Regions from separate parts of the Mus musculus genome. Here region 1 is linked to region 2. A link is a contact called in public HiChIP or PLAC-seq data. All regions are on one chromosome and are shown on one strand. Each heading gives the region's core, a stretch centred on a gene start, on an enhancer-like site or on the middle of the called end of the contact. The rest is flanking DNA. Distances are from core to core; before and after follow the strand shown. Region 1 has its middle 44 kb from the start of Gm38876. Region 2 overlaps Atg7 (autophagy related 7).

Evidence for each region. HiChIP or PLAC-seq counts read pairs in DNA pulled down with a chosen protein or histone mark.
Region 1: a contact with region 2 is called in a FOXA1 HiChIP or PLAC-seq map of pancreatic cancer cells. The contact joins two enhancer-like sites. A contact is called at or near these places in 2 of 484 Hi-C or Micro-C datasets (liver and nephron progenitors), 1 of 115 datasets of contacts at active chromatin or transcription factors (pancreatic cancer cells) and 3 of 9 other capture datasets (adipose tissue, embryonic stem cells and liver).

Annotation. Positions count from the first base shown.
Region 1 is chr6:114,986,076-114,992,822 of GRCm38.p6, reverse strand. No RefSeq gene overlaps it. Among named protein-coding and RNA genes, the nearest start is that of Gm38876, 44 kb to the right of the region's middle. Within about 2 kb of position 4,367, at least 112 of the 459 cell types and tissues checked have an H3K27ac peak or open chromatin away from gene starts, as enhancers often do. A contact at or near this core is called in pancreatic cancer cells, where this site is marked.
Region 2 is chr6:114,788,513-114,795,530 of GRCm38.p6, reverse strand. All of the region lies in intron 18 of Atg7 (autophagy related 7), which reads right to left. Among named protein-coding and RNA genes, the nearest start is that of Gm52917, 57 kb to the right of the region's middle. Within about 2 kb of position 5,245, at least 21 of the 459 cell types and tissues checked have an H3K27ac peak or open chromatin away from gene starts, as enhancers often do. A contact at or near this core is called in pancreatic cancer cells, where this site is marked.

The DNA.
Region 1 (6,747 bases), core at 3,118-5,617, 200 kb before region 2:
CGGGTGACTCTGGAAGCAGATGGTCTCACCGGGCTGGAACATGTGGCTGTTTGGCAGATGGTTACATAGGTACACAGGATCCTGCAGCCTCGCCTTCAGTTTCTTCTTCCTCCTTATTAACAGGAGAGCACATTTCTACCATAGTGTTCAAAATAGCATCTAAATGCAGCCCTTCCCTTCCCAAAGCAAAGCCACATCCATCCTACACGACTGCAGTTCTCACTCCCCACCTCAGAAAATGACAGTGGTTTCCACAGGCCTCAGTGGGTACCCAGATCTCAGTTCAAAATCCCAGCCTATTGCTCTTGAGTGGAATGGCCCCTGGAGGCCTTCATCCTCTGGGAAATCGACTTTCTTCCTCTGAGAAATGAGGATGGCATCTACCGCCAGGGTTGGCTTGAGTCTTAGTAAGTGCCATAGTACTTTATCCACTCTAAAGAGTGTCGATGTTGTCTTGTGTTTGATGAAGCCAGGTGATTATGAGCTTGTGTCTTGCAATGAGGAGAATGCTGGATATGGGAGACTTACCCACTGCCACAGTGGCACCTCATGGAAGTCACGACCCGCTCCTCCCAGCAGCCCCGGGGGAGGTTGTGATGTTTCCATTCTGCAGTTGCCTCACGGTACCTCACAGGCTCAAGTTCAAGTTTCCACTCACCACTCACTGTGTGGCCCTGGGGATTTCATTTACCCTAATTACTATGCTCAGTTTTCTCTGAAGCTGTAGTCTCATTAAGGCTGGCACCACCCAGGAGCCCACTCTGCTCCTTTTTGAAAACTCAAACACCTTAGAGCTGCATTGACTCTGGAAAAAAAAAAAAAAGAAAGCTCAAGTGGTCCTTCACATACACACACACACACACACACACACAGAGGGAGGGAGAGAGAGAGAGAGAGAGAGAGAAAGAGAGAGAGAGAGAGAGAGAGAGAGAGAGAGAGAGAGAGAGAGAGAGAGAGAGAGAGAAACACACCCACAGGAAGATGGAGAGGGAGAGAGAGAGATTAAGTCACTGATGCTTTGAATGTCTCTGTTTCATGCCCACTCTTATTCAGTCAGACATCCAGTCAGACATCGCCCTATCATATCCTGCTCACAGTTGGATCATAGTAAGTCATTAGTAAACCAAACCTGAGACAAGTCATCTCCACCATATTAGTGTGACTTTCTGTAAAACCTCTCAACATACAAACCTCTCAGAACTCGTTTACAAAACAGGTACTGGCTCAGTCTTAAAGGACTCTGGTATAGCATAGGCACTGAGGCCTGATCCCAGAACCCATAGTTTAAACAACAACAAAGTTGTGGCTGGGCATGATAACACACCCCTTTAGTCCTAGCACATGGGAGGCCCAGGCAGATGAATCAGTCTCTGAATTTGAAGCTAGCCTGATTTATATAGTAAGTTCTAGGCCAGCCAGAGCTACATAGTGAGACCCTGTCTTAAAACAAAACAAAGAGCCAGGCCCTGCCGCATGTAGCTGTAATCTGGGGATTCCTAGGATCTCTGGCCAGCCAGTCGAGTTGAATCGCCAGCTCCAGGTTCAGTGGGAACCTGTGTCTCAACAAAAAAAGAGGAAGAGAAATCGAGGAAGACACCCAACGTGGACCCTGACCTCCACATGCATGCATACAAGCACACACATGTACACAGACCCACAAGTGCACACACACATATGCAGACACACACACGCACACTTACATGTACAGGGATGTGAACATACACCCAGACCAAAACCAAAACAAACAAAAAAACCATGACACACATAATAACATATACACAGATAGACCAAAAAAAAAAAAAAAAAAAGTGTGTGCTTGTGTACATGAATGGCTCGTATACAGCTGTTGGAACTGAATGGCCAGGCTCGCCCCTTCTTGATGAAAGTATAACGCTGCCCTGAGAGATACAGCTGCAGAGCAGGTCGGACACGTGGGAATTGGAAAACACCAGGATGAAGTCAGGAATGTGACAGAGATGAAGAGGATGCTGGGAGCTCAAAGCCTGGGGCCAGTATAATGGGTGAACAATGATTATTCAGTGACAGCAATGAGGAAATGGTCTCGTTCATAGCTTGAACCTTGCTATGTTTTTGTCCCCTCAAACTCCCATATTGAAATCCTTGCCCTTGAGATGACAGCATATGGAGATGGGCTGTGGAGTAGAGCGATGGCTCAGCTGTTAGGAGCATGTGCTGCTCTTCCAGAGAACCCGAGTTCTATCCCAACACCCACAAGATCAGTTCACAATTGCTTGTAACTCTGGCTGCAGGGGATCGGATGACCCCTTTGACCTCTGTGGGTGCTGCACTCACACCTACCCCTACACACACACACAAGTTTAAAAAATAAGTCTTTATAAAAAGAGGGCCTCTGAGGAGGTCCTTTATAGGACTGACCCACTTATGCCACCGGGAGGAGGTGAGCCTCACCAGACACCAAGGCTTCCAGAACTGTAGGGGGAAAATGTGTTTTTATTGTTATAAGCCATTGTGTCACAGCATTTTCTTAAAACAGCCAAATGGATGAAGATAAAACTTCAAAGGGAGAGTGGTAAGGTCAGGCTCAGGGCACGCCCTCTGTCTGGGACCTGTAGGTTCTAGCTGTGGGACAGTGGCATGTGGCCATTCAATGGAAAACACTCCTTCTCTGCTCTTGGTACAGCTGGCAAGTCCTGTGCCAACCTTACCTTACAATTAACAGCTGTTCATCCTTCATTGTTGCTGTTGGAAGGAGGAAGCTGGTGGGCCAGGTCTGTTGGGCCAGTTCTGAGGTGAGCACTCGCCTCAGACAAAAGGGCTGTTGTACCCATTGGTTCTCTGTGCCTTCCAAGCTACTAAGAGAGCTCTCCCTGGCCCTGTTTTCTCCAGGAAGTTCCCTGCATGTGCACAGAGCACCCGTCTAATCAAAGCATAAGGTGCCCCAACCTGTTTTAAGTGTCTACTTAGCCATGAACACATCAGTGGGTTTCGTGTTTCTGCTTAATTAAATATGTATGCTGTTGTAAATTGAGAAAAATTACAGCCATAAGCACACCAGCTCTGGAGAAAACAAGCTAGTGAGCTGGCCAGGACCGTGTCTGTGAGTCTATAAACCAGTGGTTTGGGCCATCAAATCTGCACTAGCCGTTTGCTTTTCTATGTGGGTTTTGTTGTTGTTTAGGTATTTTGTTTATTTTTATGTGAGTATGTGTGTAGCATATATACATGCGTGTGAGCCCTGGGTGCGGAGGCCAGAGGAAGGTAGAGGTCCTGCTCCTTTGCTGTCCACCATATTCCTTCAAGCCAGGGTCTCTCACTGAACCTAGAGCTAGGCTGGCAGCCAGCAAGTCTCAGTGGCTCTCCCATCTCTGTCCTCTGCAGCCCTGGGTTACACGCCCATGCAGAGACATGTCCACCTTTTACACGGGTGCTGGCTATTCACCCAGGCTCTCTCTCAGGCTTGCAAGGCAGGCCCTCTTCACTGCTAAGCCAGCTCACCTCCCCAGCCTTCTGTTTGTCCTGGTATCTGTTAATTTTTTTTAAAGCAAATTATATTTCGGAAACTTCGGAGTCACTAAGCCTTAGCTTTGTGACACTGAGTGAGGCTGTTAGTCCTAGGAAGCCACATTCTCCTCTGGGAGATCTTCTGCACTTGGCAGAACTCTCAAGATTAGCTTCGTGCATGTGAAACCCATAGCAAGGTCCTTGGCCTTGGCCTGGGGTGCTCTTAGTAGTATTAACATCAGAACACTCTGTTTAGCTCATGAAACACCAGGAGGGCTAGGCTGGGCTGGAAAATGTGGGGGTATCCTGCCTAGAATTCCCCCATTAGCAGAAGAGGCAGCTGAAGTCATGCAGAGAGGGGGACCCAGGGTCATATGGAGACACAAAGGTCCCACAGAATCCCAGCCCTGGTGGCTCTCCACTGGCTCTGCTGTTTTCTTCTGCAAACCCTGGCCTCTCTAAAATGCCCACATGCCTCCCCGGAGGCCATAGGCTAGTGCCTGTGCTCTCTTCTCTTTTGGTAGTCAGCCAAGAGGAACAAACTTGCAGTGACTCACCAGGTGAGCCAGTCCCCAGCGACTCTTCCTGTTATACAAAACACTCCTCTCTGACTGTGCCCACAGTTTGTATTCCCTGTTATTTCTATTCGTCCCTTCTGTTTGGAGAATCCATAAAGTGTGTATGTGTGTGTTGTGGGGGATGTGGAAGGGGGGTACCTACCCTAACACAAGACTACAGCCTGACATGCTAACCTTGTGGCCACCTGGAAGAGAAAAAGACTGGGTAGGCAGGTTGGCATGAGTTCAAGGTAGGGGCTGATGGCCGCCTCAGGGCATCGTGGAGCAGGTTTGGGCGGTAGTAGGGAGGGAGGGAGGGACTTGTCAGCTCTTGTCTGTGTGCTCAGCCTGCTCTCTGGGGAGAAAGAGACACCTGGCATATGCCAAAGGCTGGAGCACACAAAGGAACCCAGGAGGACCTTGGGGGTAGCATTGTTTCTCCAATTTGAGGCTCTCTTTTATTGTTTACAACACGCCATGTGCTTTTAAACTCCTGGTTGGCTGCCCCCACCACCTCCCCCATAAGCTCCTCAAATATACTGCCCCCCCCCCCCAGCACACTATCGGTTTGCACACCGCCTTCCTGCTTTGTGGCTCTGCTGGTTAGGAGTGGCTGCCTGCCCAATGGCTCTCCTGAAATCCCCATTAGGTCATCAACAGCCAATCAGAGCTTCTGATCAACTTGGCCTAACCTGTGTTTCTACCTGGGTTGACATAATCCTAAAAGCAAAGAAACTTGACAGCTTTCCTCAGCTAGCAGAGTCTTTTTACTGGCTTTTGAGAGCTTTCAAGTGCTTGCAGGGGTGTGGGGTGCGGGGGGGGGGGGGCTCCTTACTGCCTCAGGGAAATCTCTGTTGAGAGCCAATATGGAGCCCAAATCCATTCTTAGGCTCAGCTTGTGGATGGGGCTTCCCAGGAGTTAAGAGCAGATCACAGGCCCATTCAGCCGCCCTCCAGTGGCCTCTGCAGAGTCATATTATCCAGTTCAGGGCTAGCCATATGGCTCAGACGACAACATGAACTCAGACTTCAGTGCTGTATCAATCAGATACCATGGTACATACTACAACTCCAGCACCTAGAACATGGAGACAGCAACATGAGAAGCTCCGGGTCATGTTCTGTCTTCTACTGTCAAGCTTACAAGCATCCTTTGAGACCAGACCCAAGCCCAGTCCAAGCTGGGAGTACAATGGTGCACACCTTGGTCCCTGCACTTGAGAGGCAAAGGCAGACAGATCTATGGGAGTTTGAAGCTAGCCTGGTCTACATAGCAAGACCCAGGAGAGCCAGGGCTATGTAGAGAGACTCAGTCTTTAAAAGAAAAAAAAAAAAGAGTTAAGGGTCACCATCACAGTGAGTGATGGGACATGAAGGCCATTGTCTCCGCCATTTCCATCAGTCCTGGGGTTCACTGTGCTGAGGTCAGGGATCTTGTTTCCCTGACTTTCTATCCCCGCCAGGAACTAACTGTGGACAACAGCCAAGCTAGGTTCAGACTTTCATTAAAGTGTCAGGAACCTGGCTGTAGCATTTCGTCTGACTTGATTCTCCTTCCACTCTATGTCTTCTGCTAGCCAAAGCATCAACGGTGCTCAGAAGCCAGCTGAATGGCTGTGCAACTTGAGACATATGCGCCATTTTCCCTCTAACATCAAGATGCAAAAAGTCCTTTCATCCTCAGGTACATTCGAGACCTACCACGGAAGGAGTGCCAGCGGCCAAGGACACATGAGGATGCTCATTAGGGCAGTGCAAAGCCAAGCCACTGGGGCATAATCGGTTCACGAGTACCAGTATGGCTCTCGAAGTTAAAGGCAGAGTCCTGGTACAGTGCTGGCGGGGCTGTATCACACAGTAAAGCTGCTGTAGGTGACTGTTGGGTGGCTTCACACGGCTACCAGGACTCCAGTAATCAATCCTGCTGCATCGGCCTTGAGAAGTCAGGACTACAGGCAGGCACCACTGTCTCTCTCTAGTTTGTATACATACACACATACATACATGCATACATGCAGGCATACATAGATAAATGCATACATAGGTGTGTATGTTTGTGTGTGCATGCACATGCTGATGCACGTTCAAATGCCATGGCACCACATATAGAAGTCAGAAGACAGCTTACAGAAGTGGATTCTTCCACCATGTGATTCTGGGAATCAAACTCAGGTTGTCAGACTTAGCAGCAAGCTCCTATACTTGCTGAACCATCTCACTGGCCCCAACAGCCAAGATTCGTAAATGCTGTTCCCATTGGATGGCATTTTACACTTGTTAGGTTGAGCCCATAGAGCCTATAAAAATGTTCACAGTAAACCAAAATGCTAGATGCACTGCTTAAGTTATTTATATATTTATTCTGTGCTCACAGATTCTAAGCATGTTTCTACCATTGAGCTCCTCTAGCCTTCAAAGTTAGGTAGGTAGGTGGGAGGGAAAGAAAGGGAAGGAAGGAGGGAAGAAAGGAAGGAAGGAGCTATAATATTAAATCTATCAAATATGAGCTTATAGGATAGCCAGATCAACTCCTGTAATGTGTGTGTGTGTGTGTGTGTGTGTGTGTGTGTTACATGCGTATGTGTATTTAATGTGGACTATTCTAAGGATTTGAAACTAGGAGTGACTTGGTTTAGAGTCGTGTCTTTACCTCTTGTAGATTTGTTGCTCTAAGTTTCTTAATCTTTTGGAATCTCAATTCGACTAT
Region 2 (7,018 bases), core at 3,996-6,495:
GAAAAGTACTCAGATCCCCTGGAACCAGAATTACCCGTGGCTTGTAAGCAACCACGTGGGTGCTGGGAACTGAAACTGAGACCTCGGGAAAGCAGCCAGTGCTCTTAACCGTCATCCCAGGTCCTATACGCCTCTTCTCTTTCTTTCTTTAGACACAGGATCATTGCTGTGTGGCCCAGGCCAGCCCTGAACTTGGACAGTCTTCCACACCATTGCAGTTGGGGTTCACGTTCAGCTTCGGGCATTTTCTTGGTTCTTTTCTCTGTTGTGAGGGTTCCATGCCTATGTAAAACCCAGTAACCCATGCACACTTCTGTCCCGTTGATCTGCCTCATGCAGGCCTGTTCCAGATCAGCTCAGATTAGAATTAAGAAACAACCTGGGCAGACTTGGTCCTCGGACTGGGCTATATGTCTGCCTCTACTTCAGATTCCAGCTGCCCTCTTTTGAAACTCTCCTGTCACCAAAGGTGAGCTTGGACCTTGTGCGTCCTGATGTGTGGACACAGCAAGCCGATCTCAGGCCGCCCTGGGGAGGCATACACACCACTGCCAACTCATACAATGCAATGTGAAGCGCGTCTTTTCCCGAGCGTTCCTCCAGAGAGATGGTCTGTGGGCAAGATGACTCATGAGAGAGCTAAATGAGTTTATCCCACAGAAGACAAGGGATCTGGAACATCACTGAAATGAGGAAAATTGGCCACAGCGGCTGCAGTCCTTTAAGGTCTTCTAAACAGTGCCTCTCTGCCTGCTTCCCTCCCCGCTGCCAGCAAGCAGTCTCTGTCTGTCTCTGTCTCTCTCTGTCTCTCTCTGTGTCTCTGTCTCTTTCTCTCTCATTACATGCTAAGATTCAGCTGTTGTTGGGATAGCAGTGGCTGGGACATATTCCCTTTACTGCCTTTTAACCCTCTGAATTTTCTGGAGTTATCTTTCTCAAAGACAGCTCTGGGTTACTCAGAATGACTCTGAAACATCTTGGCTTCTTCCTAGGTGGAAAAAGTGTTAACAAAGCTGTGGATAGGCTTTTCCATGCTTAAGAACACCACCCAGGGCCAGATCACATGGAAAGAAGGCTTATTTATGGTCCTGCCTATCCTCTTTTTGGGTATCTAGAAAACTCTTGGCCACTTTAGCTCAAAGCTGACCACACCCTCTTTTCATAACTCAGGGAGGGAACCTTCTGGCTTCAGGCTAGCAGCTCTATGCACACTTTGCAGAACTGTACATACCCATGTTTGCTAAAACAGGGGATCATTTGTCTCTTCCACCCTTTGGGGGTTTTAACATATAGTATGATCAGTAGTAACATAGCCTGGTCCCCAGTGGATTGTCCCTGGGCTCACTGTGGCCACAGGTATACATTGCCTGCAAATAGAAGCTGGTCCTGGCTTGAGTTCACAGCAATGGTAAATGCTGGTCAACTGAACATCATTGTTGGTACCATGTAGATGCTGTTCTGCATTAAGGAATGCTAATGAGACTCGGTCTCAACACCAAACCTCTCTCCTCCCCAGAAAAAGATGCTGATTTACTTATATTTGTAAGCTGAAGTTAGGAGCCCTTAGATCCATGGTCTTACTGAGGCTTTGTGGATGGCCTATGAAAGTAAGCTGTGTTAACTAGTCCCCATCAGGATAGGGATAATGCGGAGTGAGGGGAACACAGGGCATAAGACTCTGCAAGTTTAGGTCAGCACAGGGACTCTGCTTTGCAGATTAACCCTGCTATGGCTAAGTGTTCAGTGAGCTTTCCCATGGGTTTCACTGTCTCGGTTTTTTTTTTTTTTTTTTTTTTTTTTAGCTTTTTAAATCTTTTTTTTAAATTAGGTATTTTCTTCATTTACATTTCAAATGCTATCCCAAAAGTCCCCCATACCCTCCCCCCCACACACCCCTACCTACCCACTCCCACTTCTTGGCCCTGGCGTTCCCCTGTACCGAAGCATCTAAAGTTTGCAAAATCTCTCTTCCCAATGATGGCCGACTATGCCATCTTCTGCTACATATGCAGCTAGAGACACGAGCTCCGGGGGTACTGGTTAGTTCATATTGTTGTTCCACCTATAGGGTTGCAGACCCCTTTAGCTCCTTGGGTACTTTCTCTAGCTCCTCCATTGGGGGCCCTGTGTTCCATCCAATAGCTGACTGTGAGCATCCACTTCTGTGTTTGACAGGCACCGGCATAGCCTCACAAGAGACAGCTATATCAGGGTCCTTTCAGCAAGATCTTGCTGGCGTATGCAATGGTGTCAGCATTTGGAGGCTGATTATGGGATGGATCCCCAGGTGTGGCAGTCTCTAGATGGTCCATCCTTTCATCTCAGCTCCAAACTTTGTCTCTGTAACTCCTTCCATGGGTGTTTTGTTCCCAAGTCTAAGAAGGGGCAAAAGTGTCCACACTTTGGTCTTCGTTCTTCTTGAGTTTCATGTGTTTTGCAACTTGTATCTTGTATCTTGGGTATTCTAAGTTTCTACGGTCTCAATTTTAGCACACATAGGCCATAAACCCACCATGTGAGGTGCCGTTAGGGGCTTAGTGCCTCAGAATTGGACAGCCATCAGCACTATCTAATTCAGCACCACTTCCCTTAGCCTCCAAGGTAAGCCAGTACACACCACGGCCGCTCTCCCCCAACCACTCCCCTCAGAGTCCCTGGGAAGGGCTCATCTCTTCCGTGTCTCTGGGACCTGTTGACTCTGCCTGCTCAGTTTCTAACAGCAGCACCTTCCATTCTTTGCAGGGGTTACCATGTTTTCCAGGGGTGCTGGTTCTTATGAGGTGCTCTGGTCATGGGAGGGACCCAACTCTGGGGCCTGCCTGCAGTGCCCAAAACACTTCTGCATGTGTAAATCCCAGGGCTTCTCTGTGGACACAGAGCCCCAGGCCCCACTGGTATGAGTTGGCGAGGCCATTTCGTCCCAGTGGCACTGAGAAGCACGGGTCAACTGCTTCCTTGGGTGAACCCTGTCAGCTGCTAAGTCAACAAGCTCCACCAGGCACAAGCTGATGGGGGCTCACCTCCCTCCTCAGCCATTACTGGGACTGACCTAGCCTCTCCAACACCCCCACCCCCAAAAACTTGATAAATTACCAGATGTTCTAGGTTATTTTAAATCTGCCTTCTGTCCTTTCTTACCCCATCTCCAGCAACATGTCAAATGTTATCCTGGGCCACACTGATCAAATATCCAAGGAGGACATGCCAAAGTGTCTCTGTTACTGAAAACAAGGTCAGGCTTGGGCAGTGGGATCAGTGAGAACCGAGACAAGCAGGAGAGCGTGAGCTGAGTGTGAATTATCTACTGAGAGACACTGGAGATACCAACTGCAGAGACTTGGGAGTTTCCAACTTCAGTCAAAGTGACAAAGGGAAATTCAGTCTTAATTCAAAAAGCCAGAGCCTATGTAACTCCAGAGGATATGTCGAGCTCGGAAACAGGGAAAAGTGTGAAGTCTCAGGGTTTAGATGGCTCAGTGATTTAAGAGCGCTGGCTGAAATTGTGTGCACCACTGGCTCTCAGCCATCCCAAGGCAGCCTGTTAAGGCTCTTGACACAGCAAAATAGACATGGGGTCTCAGAAGCTAAGGTGTCTTTCCTGAGACCACTGTACAAGGTTCTGAGGGCGGGTAGTCTCTGAGGGTGGTGATGGAGGGAAGATGGGGGCTCTGTGCCCCCCACAAAGTAACATTTGGTTGTAAAGAAGTGATGTGCTGAATTGAGCCTGGCCAGCCAATCGGTGCTTCATTAGGGTCTAGTTTTTCATTAGTGGGAGAGCCATAACCAAAAGAATACGCAGGAAACACTAACCCAGGATCACTTCCTTCTAAGGTTTGTGAAAGTTGCCAGTGGTCTATGGAAACTACATGGTATCCCTTCCCCTCCCTCTCAGCACCTCTCCTCCTCCTTCCCTTCAAGCCTCCATGGCCCCCATACCTGGCCGCTCACCCCAGGTCTGTAATTGTGCTCTCACACAGAACATCTCAGAGCCTGTCCCTTATTTATCTCTAACACCACCTACTTCCTATGGACAGTAGGCTGGTGCTTCTTGGTTGCAGGGCCATAAGACAAACTCCCAAACCTTTTCTGACTGTTCATGCTACAGTTGCCCTCCATCCCTGACCCCTCTGACAACTCCTTTTTTGAACTGTTGAGGCTCCACGGGGTCTGGTTGCTACACGTTTATTTATATTATGCTGATATAAAAAACACAAGGAAGGGGAGAGAGGCTCTTAAGGCTTTGTCATACAGGCACAGGGGACATCTTGAAGTTCCATCATATTGAAACTGGCTCGGGTTTACAGATTGTTCCATGGCCTCAAGAAATCCCCGCACCTTCAGGCAGGGGAAGAGCGAGGTGCTTGCTGAAGTTGACATCTGGGAACAATTGGTTCAGCAGCAACAGCTCCGGCTGTCTCCTGACCAAACGCTCCACTGGGGCCCATAACCCCACATCGTTCATGGGTGTGAGGCCCAGATTGCTGCTCATGACATATTTCCACACTGGTCTGGAGGCAGAGACACTGTTCTTGCTTGTGGCCATCTGAACAGAGATGAGACCACATACTGACCTCTGACTCCCTTCCCTCTGAAGTCTACAGCGGAGCAATATAAGGGCAGGGTGTGGTCCTTTGCTGTCCAAGAGGTCCTGCCCCATGATGTTGGCAGGACCAGTACATGGGTCCCAATCCACATGGACACTTCCAGGACTGTGGAGATAGGAAGACACACTGTGCTATAACTCCAGGACTGTGGGGATAGAAGGCACACTGTGCTATAACTCCAGGACTGTGGGGATAGAAGGCACACTGTGCTATAACTCCAGGACTGTGGGGATAGAAGGCACACTGTGCTATAACTCCAGGACTGTGGGGATAGAAGGCACACTGTGCTATAACTCCAGGACTGTGGGGATAGAAGGCACACTGTGCTATAACTCCAGGGAAAGTCCTTGAGGGGCCTCACAGCAAACTCTTTGAGAGACTGGCTGAATAAAGAGTTTGTTTTTGGTGTCTGTGGTTAGATGACAAGATGGGGGTAAATTCATAGAGTAAAGTCCAGCTTGGTGGCAGGTTGGGGACTGGAATTTCATGATCTGCACCAAACTTCCCAATTTCAATTGTTCCTAACAAAGTGGGGAGCAGGTGCAAATGTGGGAGTAAAATTAAGAGTATGTGGACTCATGACTGACTTTGGGCGTGAGTGCTAGTACTAACACCAGCCCCTCCCTGGTTGGGAATTCCCCATTGCTCATTGCATTCATGCTCTTACAGAGAGCCTGTCAGTTACAATCACGTCACTACCTTAGCCTTATACCTCAAACTGACCAACCAGAGTAGCCCTTTCTTGCCCATTGAAAGGTTCAGAGAAGTCATGTGATTTAATCTTTGTGGATGATAGCTTTTTAAAAAGAGCTATTGCAGAAAAATAGTACTTTAGAATTGTCTAAACCCAAGTTTCTTGCTACCTAGAAACAAGAAGAACCCATTGTCAGAGAGAGTACAGAGATAATCCATAAAGAGCCTTGACATGAGATGCCCCCAGTCTAAACTCCTCCGGCTTGATTTCATGTGAAATTACATATTGGAGTGGGGGTGTAACAAGAGCAAATTCATCTGGTGAATGTTGAGGGCAATCATCACCCAAAGGAGACCAGATGGAAGAGGTGTCCTGACAGGAGAATAGGAAACCTCCACAGCCACACAGAAATCTCACTCAGCATGGCATGGGCTCAGGACCTAGGAATATCCTCAGCCATCGGGGCCATATGGAAGAACTCTCCATGGTTAATACAAGTGCTGCTGTCCTTATGCTCTGCCAGCGTCTCCACGACTTTCTGTGAATTCCTCACCCCGTGAGAAAAGGACATGATGGGTCTCGCCTCCCAGGGTAGTGCCATTCTCTTCCTTGTCAAATACCTAAAGGCTTCACCACAATATCATGGCTTCCCAGGTCCTTGCTCCTCATGGCCATACTTGTAGCATGGGCAGGAAGTCCTCAGAATCGAGGGCCTCTACATCCATCTCCTCAGGGCTCTCCAGGACCTCGGGCATCTCTGTGGTGGCAGGGTCTGGTGCTGGGTCCTCATCATGTCCTGCACATTGGAGTCAAAAGCCTCCTTGAGATCTGTTCCTCAGGAAGTCACTGGGCTCTGTGGGACCTTTTCCTGAAGTAATGCCTGCAGTAAGTTACTTTTGACACTAAATGTAGGTCGAGCTTTTGGCTTCTGTCACTCATAGTCCAGGTCTGGAGGGCTAAAGGAGTGTCTCACTGATGGCTGCTATGGCGACCACATGCACAAATGCAGAAAACTCTCTGATAAATACCAGCTATGACACAAGTGTCGGACATTGACCACAGGCGACATGGTTGTGACTGGCAGAGGGCTCTGGAGTAGCTGAGTGGATAGATTCTGGAGCACTCTATCACTCTATTGTGACTATGAAGCGCCACACTGCTCTCCCATAGCCCCCACAAATAATCTCCCCCAGCCTCACAAAGCCCCAGCCAGGATGGCCATGCTCTTTACCAACCCACCCAGCATGGATGGCTCATGTAGACCACGGCATGTGCTGGGAATTGAGCAGCTCCCTGACTGATTGACGTCAACCACAGCAGAGCTGGCCTTTAGGTTTCCCAGCATACCTGGCATACCCTGGCCCCAACCCTGAACTCTCCAGCTCAGGTGCTTCCCCCACCCCTGCATTTGCTTGCTGCTGCAGCTGCTGCTACTGCTGCCGCTACTGCTGCTTGTTGTTATTGTTGTTCTCCTCCTCCTCCTCTTCCTTCCTTCTCTCTCTCTTTCTCAGTCCCCCCCACCCCCACCCCATGGTGACTTCCCTGGCCTCGGTCCTTGGAGTCAGTAAACTCACCCAAGAACAGCTTTCTAATAAACCTGCCTTTAACATATTCTAATCTGGCTTAAATTGGCTCATTTCAACCAGCAGAGAAATAACCCATCACTGACAAACTAGTCTTACAGAATCTTATAAGAGGAAGTCAAACGTCAGTTATTCCT